2 separate regions of the Mus musculus genome follow, and region 2 is linked to region 1. A link is a contact called in public promoter capture Hi-C data. All regions are on one chromosome and are shown on one strand. The core of a region is the stretch at or near the end of the contact, and the rest is flanking DNA. Distances in the headings are between cores, read along the strand shown. Region 1 holds the start of Sh3bgrl2 (SH3 domain binding glutamic acid-rich protein like 2). Region 2 holds the start of Bckdhb (branched chain ketoacid dehydrogenase E1, beta polypeptide).

Region 1 (5,993 bases), core at 879-3,378:
TTCTTGTGTGATCTCCTTGTTTACTACTTCGATCCATTACTTTTGTCTTGGATATACCTAGAATGATCTGTGTGTGTGTGTGTGTGTGTGCATATATATATATGCAGGCTGGAGAGAAATAACGCTGCTTCAGCCTCCGTACAGGCAGGAGTCAGGTTATAATTTTGTCTAACTGTTTTTCTTCTTTTTAAATCCTCATTCCCTCGCTTGAGACCCTGTTGACTGATTGAGCTGGCTTGGTCACCAGGTGATTCGTCACAACAACAGGAAGATGACTAACACAGTTCCTCAGAGCCGTGTGTTCTATGTCACAGCTCCGTGCTGCCTGACTTCCCCAGTTGCAATTCCAATTTGCTGACTGAGGAAATGACTTAGTCAATTTCTTTTATCCATTTTCCTCAGAGCGCTTCTGAGTTCTACTGTTAAGCTGTTTATCTCCATTGCTACATTAATTCTATACTTTGGGGGGGAGGGAATGGTTCCTTTTGTAAAGACCCATATTTATACAGGAAATAATGTATCTACTTCTGTGAAAATTATTTCACATTTTATATGCCTTCATTTCCATGTTTGTGATAGCAAAAGCTAAAGAACAATTGCAGAGTGTTATAGCTACAGCAGAACTTATATTTAAGTTTTTAACATTAAAAAGAAATAAAGACCCACCAGGATTATATATTCTTACTCTACTAAGTTTAAAGAGGCCTATGACAAAAGTGGATTAAGATAAGCAATGAAGGGGCCACTGAGATGGCTCAGTGGGTAAAGACACTTGCTGCTAATCCTGACCCACACGGTAGAAGGAGAAAGTTGTCCCATGACCTCCACAAGTATGCTGTGCTAAATGGATCTACACAAACAAAAATATACATACATACATACATGCATACATACAAATAAAACTATTTAAGACATAAGCCACAGGAAAGGTTGGCAACTTGAAATATTAGTAAGTCTAAAAACCAAAGTCCTTCAAGCAACCATTTGTGCCAGAAACTTGCAAACGTGGGAGACTTCATCACACAATTTTCTTCTCTCTAGAATTAATTAGCAGCATTCCCTGAACGCTGCTAAAGTCCCTTGGTGAAATGAAGAAAGTAAATACAGTAGTGTGAGGGAAACTGGTTCACTTCCACAAAACTAGGAGTGGCTTGAGCCTTAGCCAAGCCAATACAACCTGCTAAAGCACTACTCGGAACCTATTAGCCACTTCATGAAAGCTTTCTCTTTAATGGTATCCTCCTGGGATACCGCGTTGGAATGCACAGCGATTTCGAAAAAGACACAGATTTGGCTCAACTGTAAATATCAGTAGGTGCACAGAGGCAAAGGCATTGTGCGGGGTAGGGGGTGGGGAGGGAGGGTTCTGATTCCCAATGTTGATAGGGGGATTTTCATTTCTATCAGTACTTATTCTTTTCTACTACAATTACAGTTTTGCAAAGAAAAATAAAATATCGGTCTTGTTCTCATTTGGCTTTCCAGTTTTCAGTGTCTTTAGAATAAAGTGAAAGCCTGTTTCATTTACCAAAGAGATTCCCTTTGCAAACTAGGCGTGGTGATGTATGCTTGTAATACCTGCTAGGGAGGGTGAAGTTGAGTTCCAGGCCAGCCTGGGCTACATAATAAAACCGCCTCCAGGAAAAATAACAACACTCCTCTTCAACAGTTTTTCAGGGTTGCAGGAGAAACAAAACACCAAAAGCTCAACCCACTGCCATGCCTGTCCAAGCCCGTGAACTGCCAAGGTCTCTGGGGCGAGCCTTTGCGTGTCTCTAAAACAGTGGGTCGCCTCAGCTCCATGGCTGTTTCTGATAGAGGATGCTCCACCCGTCTCCACCGCAAACAAAACCCAAGCTTGGACTATCCTCCACCCAACCCTTTGTCTTGTTTGCTGTGTTCTTGTAAACTGGCTTCCCGCCAATTAGCTTGTCCCGCTTCCGGGTCCTTCCTAAACCACCTGCGTGTACGATTAATTCCCGTGAAGCAGGCGCCGGACAGAAGGAGCGCAGTGCCTGGTCACTCTGGGCGCCAAGGAAACTACAACTCCCGTCAGCCCCCGCGGCCGCCTGGCCCCACCCGCCTCTCGCTCAGCCCGCGGCGGAGGCGCTGGGCTTTCATCCGCGGAGCGGCGGGAGCCAGACGCGTCGCTGCGGTCTTCTCCGACGGTCGCACGGGAGTCGGCAGCTACCTCAGTCGCGTTAAACTTCTGTGACCGAGTCAGCGGCGATCCCTGACGCAGCGAGAGGATGGTGGTCCGCGTCTTCGTCGCCTCATGCTCAGGCTTCGTGGCGGTGAGCCGAGCGGGCGGGATCGCGGGAGACGCGCAGCGCGTGCGCCCGTAGGAGACGCGCGGGCAGGTGACCGCCGGGCTCGGACCCGGTGGACACGCAGGGGTCACACACCCCGCACTGGCAACTGGCGAGGGGACCCAAGGGAGCCAGTCCCCTGCCGCAGCTGTCGGCTCCAGGGGCCCTTTGCTGAGTTTAGAGGTTCCGGACTTGGGACACCCCGTCGGCTTATGTTTCCTATGGCAGTTTAGACTACTTTGATTTGCTGACCTGGCGTCTGGAGGAAACCCATTTTAAAAAATTGCTCTACATCCTCTCGTCCCCAGCAAGTCCTTTTTAGTTTTACACCTGAGCAAACCACACTTGTCCTGTTAGGTCGCAGTTAATTTATTTTCTTTGTTGTTTTTTAGCCTAGGGTGTTACAAATACTTTTACATATGGTCCTTCCCTTGTTCCTCCAGTGCTGTGGTAAATTTCATTTTAAGAATAAATTGTGTTTTCTATTTTTAGCTACTCTGTTTGTCGAGTGTTGACTTCTTTTAGGAATATTGTTCTTTAGAAGAAGTTAAATAACTAGAAATAGTGCACATGTATACTAAGACACATGTAATGCGCCTGTAGTGTGTCAGTTATGTTTCATGTGATTGCTAAGACTTGATTTCCTTAGCCAAGAGTTAAACTACATCTCCAAAAATCTACTTTGTCAGTTACTTAATCAGATATAGAAAAAAGTACAAGAATGATTGGTTTAAAGTTTAGGCTGGCTGGTTGCCTGCTCAGTAGGCAGACTGTCTTAGAATTTAAGTGGGTGGGGTAGAAGGCGGAATAAAATACTACTTGGAAAATCCCCGTAAACTACTGAAGCTCTTAACCCAATCTTTTTTGATACAAGGACACAATAGCTGGGAAAATGCTGGCCTACCTGTATGTGCAGGCATGTCCTGGTTCTCAAAAATCCTCCCTTTTTGTTATTGCTTAGTCATAGGTGCCTTTAAAAGATTTTTCCCTGTTAAAGCTGAGCCTCATGAAATGTACTATCTCCTAGATAGATTTATTGAAATGAATTCCTTACTATAGAGCTTTTGGTCTTTACCATGAACTTACCAGCTTCGGTAATTATTTCAAAAGGAGCTTACTGATTTCAGAAGCAGCAAGCTCCAATGTTGATCTTCAGTTGTGTTGGGAAAGTCACAGGTAAATTACCTGTCTTCTCCATCATGTATCCAGACTTGCATCCTGTAACCAATTTTATCAGTTCCATAAACACACATGTATTTAGTGCCTGCCTACTGTGTGACTTGAGTCTGGGCTTTAATGTTTTGTGCACGGACCTAAGTTGAGGAAACAAGTTCTTGTGTGCTGCCTAGTGTGGGGACCAGTGGTGCCCGAGCTCTGCCCTTCTCTCTCTCCTGTACCAGGAAGGCTTTTGAGGCCCTCACAATTGTGCTGTCCTTTTAAAATGCTTTCGTCAGTTGAGTAAATGTGGGTACAGCTCATACCAGTCTATTCCATTTGAACTGCAGACTGGTGAACTTCAAAGTGCAGTCTCTCCACTTTGGTTTTTTAACCGCGTCTCAGATCCCCATGGTCTGATGTGGTTGCATTTGGTTGGGAGCTTATGCTCAGTTCATAGGCACAGCACAGTCTGTAAACACTCATTATTCACTTTGCTCTGCTGTTTGAAAACATACTCTTTTCGGGTCATAGAAACACCCATCGAGCCCCCCCCCCCCAAATTTTGTAATATCTCCTAGTTCATGTACAATTTTTTTTCCTTTACAGCAATATTGACATTTTAAGTTATATAAAGTTTATGCTTATCTGCCAGAACATTGACTTCTTAGCCGTAATGAAGGTGAGCTCTTGGTTGGGGAGGCTCATGGGACTTACAACATTAAGCTGTGTTAAGGTTTTGCAGGAATGCTGTGATTTTCTTCTGCTGGTGTCCGGTTGACTGGTGGCACTTTTTTTTTTTTTTTCCTATACCTGTCTGTGACCAGCAGGTCTATAGCACAAACAGTGTTAATGCCTACCTCAGTTTAATCCTGTACCTGTCTGTGACCAGCAGGTCTATAGCACAAACAGTACTAATGTCCACCTCAGTTTGGTTTTAGCTAAAGCATATAAAATGAAGGAATGTGGCAGGATTAGACCTAGCTAAGGAAATCCAGGCAGCAGGACATTTATGCAGTGTTGAGGGAAAACCCTCCTCTCCTCTGGTTCCCTGGGGCTCAGGAGCTTCTGTGGTAGCAATGACTAACATGAAAGGGGTGGGTGCCTCTTCATCCTCTCCAGCTGCAGGGGGAAGCCTGCTTGTACTAGGAAATAAAAGTTAGAGCACATTAGACCATGGGCATGTTACTGTTATAGGGAGGCCATTTTATTCACCTCTAAAAAAAAATAGAGCCGTAGAAAGGTCATTTAATATATGAATTTATTATGTATGTGTGCCTGACAAGGGAGGTCTTGGTAACTTTGTCCAGGAAATGTGTTAATGCAACTTTCAATTTAAAAGGTTATTTTCACTCTTGTGCTAAACAGAATTTGCTTAGGCCTGCCCCTACCCTACCCAGCTCTGCCCTTGATCTTGGCAGGGAAGCCTAGGAGATTGTAGGGTGTGGTCTCTGTTCTTGAGGAATCCACAGACCAGGTGAGGACATCAGCTAGAAAAGGTGCAGCCTTCAGTAACAACTCGAAGCTCAAGGACATGCCTCTCATGGGAACATTCTTACACGGCAGAAATGCCACAGGCTGCGGAGGGATGCGTTGTTGGATGTAAGATTCGGAGAGAATACGCTAGGATCATAAAATATGCATGTGGAGGCAGCCTGCAGGGAGAGGAGTGTGGGAGAGGGCTCCTGAGCCTGTTTTCTTAGGCTGGACGTGGAGGTGCATGGGGAGGAGGGATGAACAGCAGATGGCCCCTGTCATCTTTGGATGACAAGGTGGACTCTTCAAGTTCCCAAAGGAAGCCTAGGAATTCAGACTCCACAGTGCTCAGCATCTTGGAGATGTTTTTAGTATCTGCAGCCTGTCTGCTGCTTGGAGCCTTTTGTCCTTCAGGTAGCAGGGTACTGCCCTTCAAGGGGAGACTTCAGGCATGAGATTTTTAGACGACTCCTTTCCTGCTTGCCTTAGACTAAAATTTATCAAAAAACAAAGTCTTCACGGAAGCGAGATGTATGCTTTTTGCATGGATATCTTTTTTTACCACTTATTAGAGTTCTGTGGCTCAGTTGAGAGTTGGCAGGAAACCCACGTCTACAGAAGTGAAATTCAACCACACAGTTTCACTCAGAAGGAAACTTGGGCACAGAGGCGAAGTGATTTGCCCTAATGTCCTTTTTGAAGTCAGTGCACAGTGAGATGCAAGTGGAGGCTGGATTCCTGCATTGATTGGTTGATTGGTGCATGTGCTTATTTTAAGCATCGAAACCTCAGTGTCAGGCTGTGTGTGTGTGTGTGTGTGTGTGTGTGTGTGTGTGTGTACCTGTGTGCTGCTTTACACGCCAGTCTGCACAGGCCAGAGGAGAATATCAGATTATCTGATTGCTCTGTTTTATTGTTCTCCACCCTATTTCTTTGGGATAGGATCTTATCCTCAAACCTAGAGCCAGTAACTGTCCTGTCTCTCCTGCCCATAACATTGGGGTTACAGGTGTGTGCAAGGCATCCTTTCCTGGCTTTTTAGATAGGTGTTGA
Region 2 (6,481 bases), core at 2,507-5,006, 380 kb after region 1:
GCTCAGTGGTTACAAGTGCTTGCTGCTCTTTCAGAGTACAGGAGTTTAGGTTCCTGCCATCTACTCCTCTTGGGTGTATTTGCTTCCTTTTGTTCTAGAGCTTTCAGGTGCGCTGTCAAGCTGCTAGTGTAAGCTCTCTCCAGTATCTTTTTGGAGGCACTTAGAGCTATGAGTTTTCCTCTTAGCACTGCTTTCATTGTGTCCCATAAGTTTGGGTAGGTTGTACCTTCATTTTCATTAAATTCTAAATAGTTTTTAATTTCTTTCCTTATTTCTTCCTTGACCAAGTTGTCACTGAGTAGAGGTTGTTCAGCTCCCAGGCGTATGTGGGCTTTTTGTTGTTTTTGTTGCTATTGAAGACCAGCCTTAATCAGTAGTGATCTGATAGGAGGCATGGGATAATTTCTTTCCATTTTCAGTGAGGTTTTACTTGTTTGTTTGCTTTGCTTTTTCTTTTTTCCCTGAGGCAGGGTTTTTCTGTGTGTCCTTGGTTGTTCTGGGAACTTGCTCTGTTGACCAGGTTGTCCTCAAACTCACTTAAGCAAAAATCTCTCAAAGGTAAGCCCAGTCACTTTTGGTTTTTCATTAATCCCAGATATAGCTAAGTTGACAAATAAAGTAGCCACCACAGCTTGTCTTATGTTTTTGTCTTAACTTGCTTTTGCTGCTGAGATGTATTCCATTGCCCAAAGGAGCCAGTTTACGTATGTACTCACCGACTGATGTTCAGTTTGTTTGCTTCTGAGCTTGGCAAGCATGAACAATGCTGAGACAATATTTTGTGCAAAGCCTGACATAGTGCCCATGTCTATAACCCCAGTACTTCGTAGGCAGAGGCTGGGAGAACTTGAGTTCAATGTTATCTTTGGCTACTTGCTGAATTCCAGGTCAGGCTGGTCAACAGAAGTTCCTGTCTACAAAAGAAAAATAAAGAGCCACAATGTTGGCTTGAGTTTCTAAGTTACTTGAGAAGATATCAAGAGGTATGACTCATAGATTATGTTGTAAGAGCAATGTAATTTTGTAAGAAACTACCAAACTGTCTTTCAATGTGACTTTGCTACTTTGCTTTTTTAATGAGCCATATCTCTGTCTTAGTTTGGTTTCTATTGCTGTAACAAAATACCATCACCAAAGGCATCTTGTGGAAAAAAGGCTTTACTTTAGTGTATAGCTTGTATCCCATCATCCAGGGAAACCAGGATGAGGACTCAAGACAGGAACTGAAGCAGAAGCCATGGAGGAATGCTACTTACTGGCTTGCTCCTCCTGGCTTTCTTAGCCTGCCTTCTTATACCGAGCAGGATCACTTGCCCAAGGGTAGCACAGCCCACACTGTTTTGTGCCCAGTCACACCGATCATTAATCAAGAAAATAACCCACAGACTAGTGTATAATCTAATTTAACAGAAACATTTTCTCAGTTGAAGTCCTCTCTTCCCACATAACCCTGCTTGCTTGTGTCAAATTTACAAAAAAGTCTAACCAGGACAAGCAATTCTCTGCCCATCAAAGTTTTCTTTTTCTTACACTTTGTGTGTGTGTGGTGTGTGTGTGTGTGTGTGTGTGTGTGTGTGTGTGTATACGTACGATGACATCTTGTGGAGGTCATAGGGCAACTTTCAGGAGTTATTTCTTGTCTAACATGTCATCTTTAGGTATTAAACCCACGTTATCAGGATTAGCAGCAAGCTCCTTTACCCTCTCAGCCATACCCTAGTCCTTTCAACTCAGTTTTCATTGACTAACTTGTCTTTTTAAAACCTTGAGTTTAAAGAGTGCATATGTATAAAACAATAAATCCTGTTACAAACCCATTATTAACTGCCAAATGTCTCCAAGTTTCTTCGTTCTGAAGGCCACATTTGCATACTTCCTAGCCACCCCGGAGCAACATTTTACTCTTCTGTATGGCACGCTAGCTTGAAGGTAGTGATATTCCTCTGGATCCATCTGCAAAGAAAGTGTTACTTTTTTACATATAGTCACTGAATCAAAAGAGGGACGAATCTCAGCAGAAGTAGACTGAAGTGAAGTTCTGTGAGAGAAAACGAACCAAGAATCATTCTGAAGAAAGAAGAGCAACTGTGATGTCCATTGGCTCCATCTTCACAGGCTCTCCGTGTCCCCAGGGATTAGTCAGAAACCCAAGTGGAAATGGCTCAAACAAAGAAGATAGCCCATTTGCAGCATATTAAGGTGTCATGAGGAACCCAGCCATCAGAAATTCCAAATGTAGTCAGTTTCATCTTTTTTTGGGATTATCAAATTACTGAAAACTTCCAATTTTTGCACTTCCCAGAGGCATTTAAAGATAGCCTGACTCCCTGAAAAGAGAGTTTCCCAAACGAAGTTCAATGCAGCTGGGGATGGGGGCAGGCAGAGGCTCTCAGCATAGGAACAAGACATTTCTTTCCTTGCCCTGGAAGACACTTCATTCTTTCACGACAATGAGCCTTTGCACCCACCTCACCTGTTGTGGAAGACTATGGTTCTCTGTGCTCTGCTTTGGCAACCTCTAATCCTCTGGGTGCAGGTCAGCCTTACCTCTGGAAGCATTTTGACCTTCAAGAGCTTGTTTCTCTTCATGCTGTTCTAAGTCTCTTACCACATTTGAATGCCACTGTCTAAGCTGTCTCCTTTGTGTGCATTTCTGAATACGTAGAATTCCATTTCTACTCTTACCCCGTGCTTCTTAGCTAAACCTAACATCTGTTAAGAGGTCACAAATACTACAGGAGGAATGTTTCTTCCTGGCTCCTTCCTCTCTGTTCTCTCAGTCTGTCATAATACTTTCTCCATTCTGGAATCCTTCCTCGAGATCTAGACATACTTTCTTGCCTCTGTTGTATTCTATTTTGATGGCTATCTTCCAACTCATGGCTAAGGAAGATAAATAAATACACACACACATATCATATATATGATATATATGCGATATCATATTTGATATGTATGTGATATATATGATATATATAAAACACTTAAATATTTTAAGATAAAATTTATAAAGTTGATTATTTTGACTTTAAATCAGTCATTCAACTTGCTTTTTTTTTTTTTTTTGGTTTTTTGAGACAGGGTTTCTCTGTGTAGCCCTGGCTGTCCTGGAACTCACTCTGTAGACCAGCCTGCCTCTGCCTCCCAAGTGCTGGGATTAAAGGCGTGCACCACCACCGCCCGGCAACTTGCATATTTCTAAGTTACACAGAGTAAGACCATTAGGTGATTTTTGCTGCACCTCGACTTTAAATTCCTAGTGGATTTGAAGGCCGAAATCTCTACTTACTATTTTTTGATATGATCTAAATCAGGATAAGCAAAATCAATTTTAAAGATTTAAATATATTTACTATTTCAAAATAAGAGTGAAGGCCTTTCCCGAATTCTAGATTTTTTCGGAAACTCGAAACCAACGCCTGTCTTTGCAATGACCATATTGCACTTACAGACTATGAGAAACACAGCCTAAAACGAAAACGCTACTGAAAAATGCACCGCAAAAATGACACTGCGAAAGAACACAGGCAGTCGCGTTGTGACACCCCAAGTCCTGCAGCTGATTTTGGGGTGGGACCCAGGGACCACATCTCAGGCTGCAGGGGCCTTGGTATGGCTTCCGTCTGGGCGGGCCGCCAGGTCATAGCGTCTCCATCCCCGCCCCCGAACTTCCGTCTCCGATTGGTCTCTTTCACGGACCCGCCCCTCGAGGCTGCCCAATGAGGAAGCCTGCGTCTTAGCTCCTCCCTCCCTGCCGGCAGCGTGGGCTGCGGTGCCTGAGAACTGGGGATGGCGGCGGTGGCTGCGCGCGCGGGTGGGCTGCTGTGGCTCCGGGCTGCGGGAGCAGAGCGGCGGCGGTGCGGACTGCGCTGCGCTGCGCTGGTGCAAGGCTTCCTGCAACCCGGGGGCGAGGACACGGCCCAGAAGCGGCGGGTGGCCCACTTCACTTTCCATCCGGACCCAGAGTCCCTGCAGTATGGTGAGATTTGGGGATCTTGCTGCATCCCGGCTCTATCCTTGCCTTGCCCTAGACTCTAGACTCTACTCTAGAGCCTCCTTGGTTCGGGTCAGTTTGCGTTCCTGTTACTCGTCCTTGGTGATTCTTCCCTTCAGATGCAGCCCCTGGAACTTCAAGATAGGTGAGAGGGCACTCTGCCTTCTGCTAGGGCCTGAGGGTGTAGAGGAGTTGTCCAAAGAGCGCTCCCCCGCCCCCTTCCCCTGAGTTCTATCCATGCTTTCCCCATATCAGGTCTTAGGTGTTAGCTTGTCCTAGACTGAGTCACTAACTTGAGGCAACTGTCTGTAAAACACTTGCCTTTTAATTTTCATTTGAAAATGTAAACCTAGGGAGTAAATACTAGAATTTGATTTTCTCAAGGTCACGAGACAGGTTCTGCCTAAAGATGGGAAAGAATCCAGACTTCTATTTCAGCCTCATACAGAGCTCCTGCTGGGCCCCGCTGTCACCTGGCCAAGCAGTATTCCATAGAGATGGTGGAGAAGAGCGAACAGAAGGGAATGGGGCAGGCTCCTGTCCTGCCACCTTTGCCTCACTCTGACTGTTTCTCCTGTAAGTTTTATGCAGTCGCCCTCCATCCTAGGTCTAACTGCAGAGCACCAGGAGAAAGTAAGGAAAACCTACACTGTTTTTTTTTTTTTTTTTGTCTAATAACTTGGGGCTGGCAGTTTTTGGAAGCCCATCTTTACTTGTGAACAATAATGGAATATTTAACCGAAAGCTTGCTATTGGTGAAATTTACATTCCTCATCTCATTTAGTTCATAGGACAAGATTTAATTTCATGTGAGGTAGGTCATGTTTTCATGTTTGCTTTGCAGTTAGATAAACGGAAGCCTTGAAGCAGATTATTCAACAGTACACAGGACATAAGTTCATGAGACATAGCGCCAATGGTCAGAATCTAGTAAGCAGGATTCCAGACTTGCCACTCCACGGAAGGCAATAAAGAGGCCTTTAGAAATAATTTCAATGACGGGGTTTCCCAGTTTTGTGAAATAGTAGGACTAGAAAGATGAACAGCAGTTCGTTTTTCCCTCTCAGCCTTCAGTACTGTTTTCACAGCAAAGAAACTTTGGCCTGGTAATGGAGAAATAGAGCAGAGGTCTTCCGAATTCTCCTTTCCACAGTTGTGAAATTACTAAAATCCGAGTGATGTCATGGCTCTAGGTTGTTACTATAGAAACAGTACAAACATCTTACAGATAAAAGGCAGAGTTTAGAAAAAAGTGACAACATGATTGCACCTCTCATGGTGGATGCTGCTAAACCTTTTGAGGTTCATTCTTCCAGAGCTCTGTCTTTTCCACAGTTGTAGTTTTAATACAAGTCCAATTTGCATCAACTAGAAAAATAACTTCCTGTACTGCTGTAGAGTTTTGTTGATCTGTAGAGTTCAGTAGTGAGAGTCAGGGTCTTGAGTTTGGTTTTGTCCCCATCCCCTGAGACTTTTTTTTTTTTTTTTTTTTTTTTTTTAGAGACAGGGTTTCTCTGTGTAATCCTGGCTGTCCTGGAACTCACCAGGCTGGCCTCGAACTCAGAAATCCGCCTGCCTCTGCCTCCCGAGTGCTGGGATTAAAGGCGTGCGCCACCACGCCCGGTTCCCCTGAGACTTTGAAGTCCTCACTTCTGCAAGCCTCACATCTCTGTAATTAAGGGATTAATGATAATAGCGATTTCAAAAGGAGAGGAGAGCTGAGGGCTGAATAAAATTTATGTATATATATATATATATATATATATATGAATGAATGACACAGTGTTTGCCATCTTGGAAGTAATAACGCAGTAAAGGGAAACTTTCAATAGACAATACCATGCATTTGTCATAGTTTCACAGTATTAGAAAAATCACACACATTTCATGCATGTGGCTCTCCTGCCCCCAATGATAGAGCCCTAGAGATTAGAGTTCTCACTCAAAGACATGAATGGTTTAATGGAGTTTTTAAATGCCCACTTTGAATCCCCAGTTTACCCCCAGTGTGTATAAGAGTGTTCAGTGTAGTAAGTGTGAGAGTGTGTAAGAATGTGTAAGAGTGCCGGGTGGTGCACACCTTTAAGCCCAGCACTCGGGAGGCAGAGGCAGGTGGATTTCTGAGTTCGAGGAGGCCAGCCTGGTCTACAAAGTGAGTTCCAGGACAGCCAGGGCTATACAGATGAACCCTGTCTCAAAAAAACCAAAAAAAGAAAAAAAAAGAAAAAAAGAAAAAAAAAAAGAATATGTAAGAGGAATGTGTAAGAGTGTGCTAGGGGCTAATGATGCTGAAAAGCCCAGGCACACAGCCTTGGGATTTTGTGCTAACTTCTGCACTTGTGTTTGCAGCTCTTTCAGTCTTGCTGAGGAAAGCTCTCCCATGTATTAGCTCACTGGTTCATGTTCTTTTGTGACTTGAATTTGCTTTTTTTCTTTCTTTCTTTCTTTTTTTAATATATTTTGAAAATTGCACCTTTAGTCATGTCT

What was found. Promoter capture Hi-C pulls out the DNA fragments that hold promoters and counts their contacts.
Region 2: a promoter capture Hi-C map of liver shows a contact between it and region 1, with 2.5 times the contacts expected there. The contact joins the promoter of Bckdhb here to the promoter of Sh3bgrl2 in region 1. A contact is called at or near these places in 1 of 39 promoter capture datasets (liver) and 1 of 115 datasets of contacts at active chromatin or transcription factors (pancreatic cancer cells).

The regions. Positions count from the first base shown.
Region 1 is chr9:83,546,210-83,552,202 of GRCm38.p6, forward strand. Sh3bgrl2 (SH3 domain binding glutamic acid-rich protein like 2) reads left to right here and starts at 2,129. Exons shown (of 4, transcript NM_172507.5): 1 at 2,129-2,294. The coding sequence starts at 2,250.
Region 2 is chr9:83,921,381-83,927,861 of GRCm38.p6, forward strand. Bckdhb (branched chain ketoacid dehydrogenase E1, beta polypeptide) reads left to right here and starts at 3,757. Exons shown (of 11, transcript NM_001305935.1): 1 at 3,757-3,979. The coding sequence starts at 3,790. Gm36278 (a long non-coding RNA gene) reads right to left here and starts at 3,625. Exons shown (of 4, transcript XR_379675.2): 1 at 3,450-3,625; 2 at 2,057-2,161; 3 at 1,815-1,953; 4 at 441-914.